Linked DNA regions of Hordeum vulgare: region 1 is linked to region 2. The links are chromatin contacts, called in public Hi-C maps. All regions are on one chromosome and are shown on one strand. The core of a region is the stretch at or near the end of the contact, and the rest is flanking DNA. Distances in the headings are between cores, read along the strand shown.

What was found. A called contact is a pair of places that touch in the nucleus more often than the background predicts.
Region 1: a Hi-C map of leaf shows a contact between it and region 2, with 5 times the contacts expected there. The contact joins the promoter of LOC123440323 here to the promoter of LOC123440285 in region 2. A contact is called at or near these places in 4 of 6 Hi-C or Micro-C datasets (leaf and seedling) and 1 of 1 datasets of contacts at active chromatin or transcription factors (embryo).

Annotation. Positions count from the first base shown.
Region 1 is chr1H:398,462,716-398,465,609 of MorexV3_pseudomolecules_assembly, reverse strand. It overlaps LOC123440323 (lipase-like), which reads right to left and starts at 1,568. Exons shown (of 10, transcript XM_045116900.1): 1 at 1,246-1,568; 2 at 766-839; 3 at 572-637; 4 at 398-445; 5 at 247-314; 6 at 1-21. The coding sequence starts at 1,312. It overlaps LOC123440314, which reads left to right and starts at 1,915. Exons shown (of 4, transcript XM_045116891.1): 1 at 1,915-2,063; 2 at 2,137-2,286. The coding sequence starts at 1,977.
Region 2 is chr1H:398,169,822-398,172,664 of MorexV3_pseudomolecules_assembly, reverse strand. It overlaps LOC123440285 (RNA-binding protein BRN1-like), which reads left to right and starts at 1,556. Exons shown (of 9, transcript XM_045116866.1): 1 at 1,556-1,980. The coding sequence starts at 1,737.

The DNA of each region.
Region 1 (2,894 bases), core at 319-2,818, 290 kb before region 2:
TCCTCAATCCAATTCTGGATGCTGAGAGAATGGAGGAGAAACATTATTTACATAAAAATAACAGGATGTAAACTATGTCAAATTTGTCTGATTGAGCAAGACTTCAGGTATCAATTTAAGATACCTCACATATTAGAAATTATCCATTTTTCCTGATGTTGAATAATAATATGCTTATTGAATAAGTAACTTGCAAAGCAGCCTTTATAAGTAACTACTAATAAGGAAGGGATATAGAAGAAGAACCTGTTCTCCTGAGTCCCTCTGAATGCAACTACAACAGCATTCATGTCACTTGCAAAACCGACATATGCCTGGTTCATCAAAACTATCAACATCGATGTAGAAGAAGAGTATATTCAGGGTAAAAAGAAAGATCATGGATAGAGGGAATAACCTCCAAGCAATTTTTCACATCAATGATCAGCTCGATAACCTCGAACCCCTGCGTCATCAAACAAACCTATCAGTCAAGCACACCAAGCTACATATGAACAATGAAAAATCTCAAACAAAACCATCTTCTTGCCCTTTCTTTCAAACCTAGTGCATAAGAGGCGAGGAAGAATACCTCTGTTAAGTCAACGCATTTTTCACAGGTCCAGGAGAATAATTGTGACAGGTCATTAGTATACACCTGTAAAAAACAGCACCAATGTTCAAACCAGTTACTATTGGATAAATATTGCACTAGAAATCCTATGTATTCACCGTAAGCAAATCCGAATTGGATGATGAAGAAGACAAGGCGACAGGCAAACTTACTGCTGAAGTATACTCTGCAAGCGTCTTGGCGAGAGTGGAATTATATGCTGGCGCCTGTCTTTTGCTCTTAAGTTCTGAACGAAGAAAACAGGACCAACATGAGAATACAATGACCCACTGAGTAATCGATCATGACACAGAATAAAACCGAGTAGCTAGGCTAAGAGTCACTGCAGAGCATGACAAGGTATGCATAAAAGCATATAAAAAGTTTGAAGTTTGTGCACATAACAGGAGTCAAAGTATGAAACAACATGCCGTGAACTTGTGAACAAACAACGGCTGGTAGATAATGGTGTTCTAGGTCCTAATTCGGTTGTTCTAGTAAAAAACAGTTCCTAATCGATTCCTGAACATAGGCACGACATTGCCGTGAACCCGAGGCAAAAGCTTCACCGGCAACAAGGGTCTCCGACATCCGGCTGCAACCAGTCGGATCACGGTATTTTCCGAAGGCGAGAGAAAAGCGAGCAGCCGTACCTCTCCCAGAGCAAAGCAGCAGCAAGGACATTAGAACCGCGGCCTGCAGCCACCGCCGCCGCTCCATCCCCTCGAACCGAATCCACCAACACACCGAGCCGGAGCGGAGCAAACTCCGCCCCCCGGACCAGATTCGGTGTGCGCGCTCCTCGCCGGCGGGAGAAACCTTGGCCGGATCGAGCGAGGGGACAATCGATCAATGATTAGGGAGGGTCAGCGAGGGGGAGCGCGCCGAGTCGGGCCTCCGATAGAGAAATATTCGAGGTTGGAGAAGTGCAGGGCAAGCGAAACCTTTTTTTTTTTTTTAGGGTGGGCAAGCGAAACTTTCGAAAGAAAATATACGCAAGTACTCGTGTATATATGGTACAAAGTTGAAGGGGGGTGGTAAAATAAAATAACCCGCGGACACTAATAAACCAGTCGGATCACGGTAACACGGCACGTTTTAAAAAAAGTTGATTGATTATTAGCGCTGGTGGCGTGCTGGTCCACCTCGGTCGCCGTCAGGAATTAATAAGGAGGGGGAGAGGTGTGGCGCGAGACGGATCGGCCACAGAGAATCCCGGGGGTACGCGTGCGATCCAGGCTCTCCTTCCACGTGGCCCTGACGTGGACCGATCGCGCGGCCGCAAAAGATCCGAGTCCTGCCGCTTCCCTTCCCCGACACAAAGCAGCTACGTAAGCTTGACACTCCATTCCAGAATCAGGGGGCAGAGGGGAGGGGAATCGGAATGGAGCTCTCGCCGTCTCCGTCGCCGGAGGGGAGGTGGGACGATCTCCCCGACGACATAGCCATCGCCGTCGCCTCCCGCCTCCAGGTGCGCCTCTCTCTCATCTTTCTCTCTGTATACGTAGCTCGCTCGCTCGTTGACTGGCTCGAGCCGTGCTCAGGAGGCCGACGTGTGCGCTCTCGGCGGATGCTCCCGGTCCTGGCGCCGCGCCTGCGACGCAAACTTCGTGTGGGAGGGCCTCTTCCGCCGCCGCTGGCCGGCCACCGCGGCCGCCATGGCGGCCGGAGGGGCAGGGGCTTCCCGCGCGCAGGTGGGTACAGACTGCAGAGACCAGAATACAGCTCTCCTGTCCATTCCCCCAACTTATTTTTCTCTTGGATTCACAGTTCATGTGGCCTGTGCCCTCGATTGAACGACTATACTAGTTCATACAAGTAACAAATCTGATGTAGCTCTGGGCACTTGGTACTGCTTTCACTTGATTATTGCTTATACAAGTTCAGTCTAATCCTTATTCAGGGCTTTCAGACCCTGCAGCGTTGTTTGCTAGGCTACTAAGTCGGTGTGTCATGTTAGATTCTGTGCAGAAACTTATGTGAGGCTAATTTCACTGTCGTACGTCAACTAGGAGTTATTTTGTCGCAATGTCATACTAGGACAATTCATGAGTTTCTTACTAAAATACGTCTTTGCTTTTTTGGAGGAAAGACGCACTTGAATTTGGGTTATAGTTCAGTCTAAGGTCCAATTTTTGTGTAGAGCCAATAGGCATTCTCTTAGCCGGAATATTATACGGAACTGTTTAAAATGTCTCAGGTCAGTTTAAAATGCAGTGTTCTTCATAGGCTTTTTTTTAAGAAAAGGAGGATTACCCCCAGCCTCTTGCATCTGGAAGATGCATGCAGCCATTTCATTGAT
Region 2 (2,843 bases), core at 307-2,806:
TGGCGAGGCAATGGTGGCGGTGGGTGGGGGAGCGGGAAAGGCCGTGCGGAAATGTCCCTCCCGCCAAATCTTGTTGCGGATAGGGGCTGAGCTCGGGTCGGCCTCCCAGCCCGTGAAACTAGAGGATGGGGGAGAAGTTTTGCCGCGCCCCGCAAAAATATTTGCGGGCCAGGGCGGGATCCGGGGTCTGATCGGACAGGTTTTCCCGCCCCGACCCGCACTTTGACAGTTATTTTTCTGGCTGGGGCGGGATGCGGGGTCTGCTAGAGTTACTTTTAGAGGAAGATCTCGGAGACCCCCAAAAATGCATACATGTACGTAACATTTTAACAATCGGCCAGGCGTGGAGAGGTTGTCACGGTAATTTGTTTTTTAGCACATTAGAGACGTCACCGACGCTACTCCTATGACCACCTTCGAAAGATTGAGTCGAGAGTCATCTGAAATTGACGAAATCATCACAGATGTTTCGTAGTCGATGAGAACATCTCCTTCACCGAACGCTCATCGCCGAAAGGCCTCAAATAAATTCGAAATAATACTACCATCAATGCCAAGTCTAGGACTTGAACTCTAATGGATTGGTTCCACTACAAGAAACCTAACTATCCGCGCTATGCTTGGTTCACGTCATAACAATTTATTGGTCATTTTACCTTCATACATACAAAAATGGGATGGAAGTCGTCTCAAATTTTGAATTGGGCCAGTCGATTTCTAGGATCAATTTGAGTCGTTGGATGACAAACGTATGTTGATGGTCACATCTTCTTCCTCCAACTATCGTCCTCTCGTTATGTCGCCGCTCGCGGGCGGCGACGCTCCCGTGTAGCCTTGCTGCACCACCCTCCCCCCAACTGTGGCCCACCACCATGTTGTCGACCCCTAGCCATCCCTCTACCCCCTGGCGCCGACGGAGATTTTCTCCGATGAAGTTGCAGCGCCGTCGTGTTATCACCCCACCTCCATCATTCACGGGTAGCCTGCCAGCGAGCTCCTTCCTTGAAAATCGACCGACCCAAAACCGAAAGACAATCGACAAACATTTAGCTATTGTGGCAAAAAAATATTGTTGTATGTGCATCAATTCACACTCTTCCCCTTTTTGTCACGATTTTGATGGATTTGCAAACTGTCGTATCATTTGAGGTACGAAGGTTTCTCTCGCATCTTTGATGAAAGAACTCTGGAAGTTTCTCCATTGTAGTTGAGTTTTACACGAGTTGACTTCGCCTAAATTTACCAAGTGGCAAACTCGGTCAGCAGTCAGCACACGTAAATCATCTTGACCTCGCCTAAATTTTAAACCAGCACTAAACATCATATAGTAAACAAAAATGGCTAATTCTACGCTAACTAACTGGAAAATATCCCTTTGGGTTAATTAATCTACATGCAAATCATTTACCTGCATTTTTCAAAAGAAAAGAAAAAAGAGGGAGGAGAGCAGAAGGAAAAAAAAAAGGAAGGAGGGAGGGAGGGAGGGGGGAAATCACACCACCTTGTCTTCCCTTCGCTGTCCCTCACTGCCAGCATACCATATCCATTGCTCGCTCCTCCCTCTCCTGTCCTAATTCACTACGCCGCTACTAGTATTTATTTACTATTAATTGCCCCGACTCCGTCTCCGTCTCCGTCTCCGTCCCCGTCCCCGTCCCCGCCTCCTCCACCGTCGCCGCCCAAATTCCCACGCAAACCCTAAGCCACCCAGCTAGCTCGACGCCCAGCCACGCCCAATGGCGGAAGACGCCGGCGACAGGGAGCAGCAGCAGCCCGCGGCGGCCGCGTGCGCCGGAGCAGTCGGAGCAGGACACGCCTGCGGGGAGGACGGGGGCGGCAGGGACGAGAGCTCCGTCAAGCTCTTCGTCGGCCAGGTGCCCAAGCTCATGACGGAGGCCGAGCTGGCCGCCATGTTCCGCGACGTCGCCATCGTCGACGAGGTCACCGTCATCCGCGACAAGGCCACCAAGGCGTCCCGAGGTCCGGATCCGTACGCCCCGCCCCGCCGGATTTCCCCCCCTCGCAATGCCGTCCCGCGCGTGCTTGCCTCTCTGTTGGTTTTGCTGGGTTTGGATCTGGGCGCGTTTCCCGTTGCTCGCGTTTTCTCCCTGCTCCCGCCCACGGCGGCCCCGGTGTGCCTCTGCTCGTGGCAATGCCGCCCGGCCACTTGAGCCGCGCCTGATTTCTGCTTCTTCCGGCCAAAAGTTCTCGCGCTCCGCTGGGAATTGGGTTTCTTCCTTGCCGATTCAGGCGCAATTGCGGCCGTTTTCGTGGGGGATTTTGTGCAAGGGCTGCGTTGAATTGCTAGCTTCTGCCATGGCGTGAACTCCCTGTGGAGAAAAGTCAAAACGTTTGCCCAGCTCTGCTTTATCCCGCGTTTTTTCACTTTGATGTTCTCATCTCGTATGTAGGAGCTCCGAGCCGCATCAGCTTCTCTGCTTCTCGGCCGCTCGAGCTCGGATTTTGTGCTGAATTAGTGGGGGTTTACCATCGCCAGTAAAATACTCCCGAGTTAGTTTTATGGGGTTGGATTGGTAAAATTTTTCTTTGCAGAAGTTTAGCTTTCGTTGACGTTGCTTCTCGTGTGTCTGTGTTTCGATCATGGGATGCGAATTTAGGTGTTTGGCCATGGTTAAATTTTTAGATGGATTGAGCTCGATTTTAAGCTGTCGATTGGACTCCAGCTATAAGCTGTCCTTGTTAGTTGTTAGTACAGATTCATTTCAACCAATAGCTGGACGAAGGCGCGTCTTCTCTGTACGTGCGATAGGCTGGATTTTAGGACCAGTGGAATTGCAATGTGTTTGTTGCTGTTTCGGTGGATTTCAGAATTTCATAGGCCC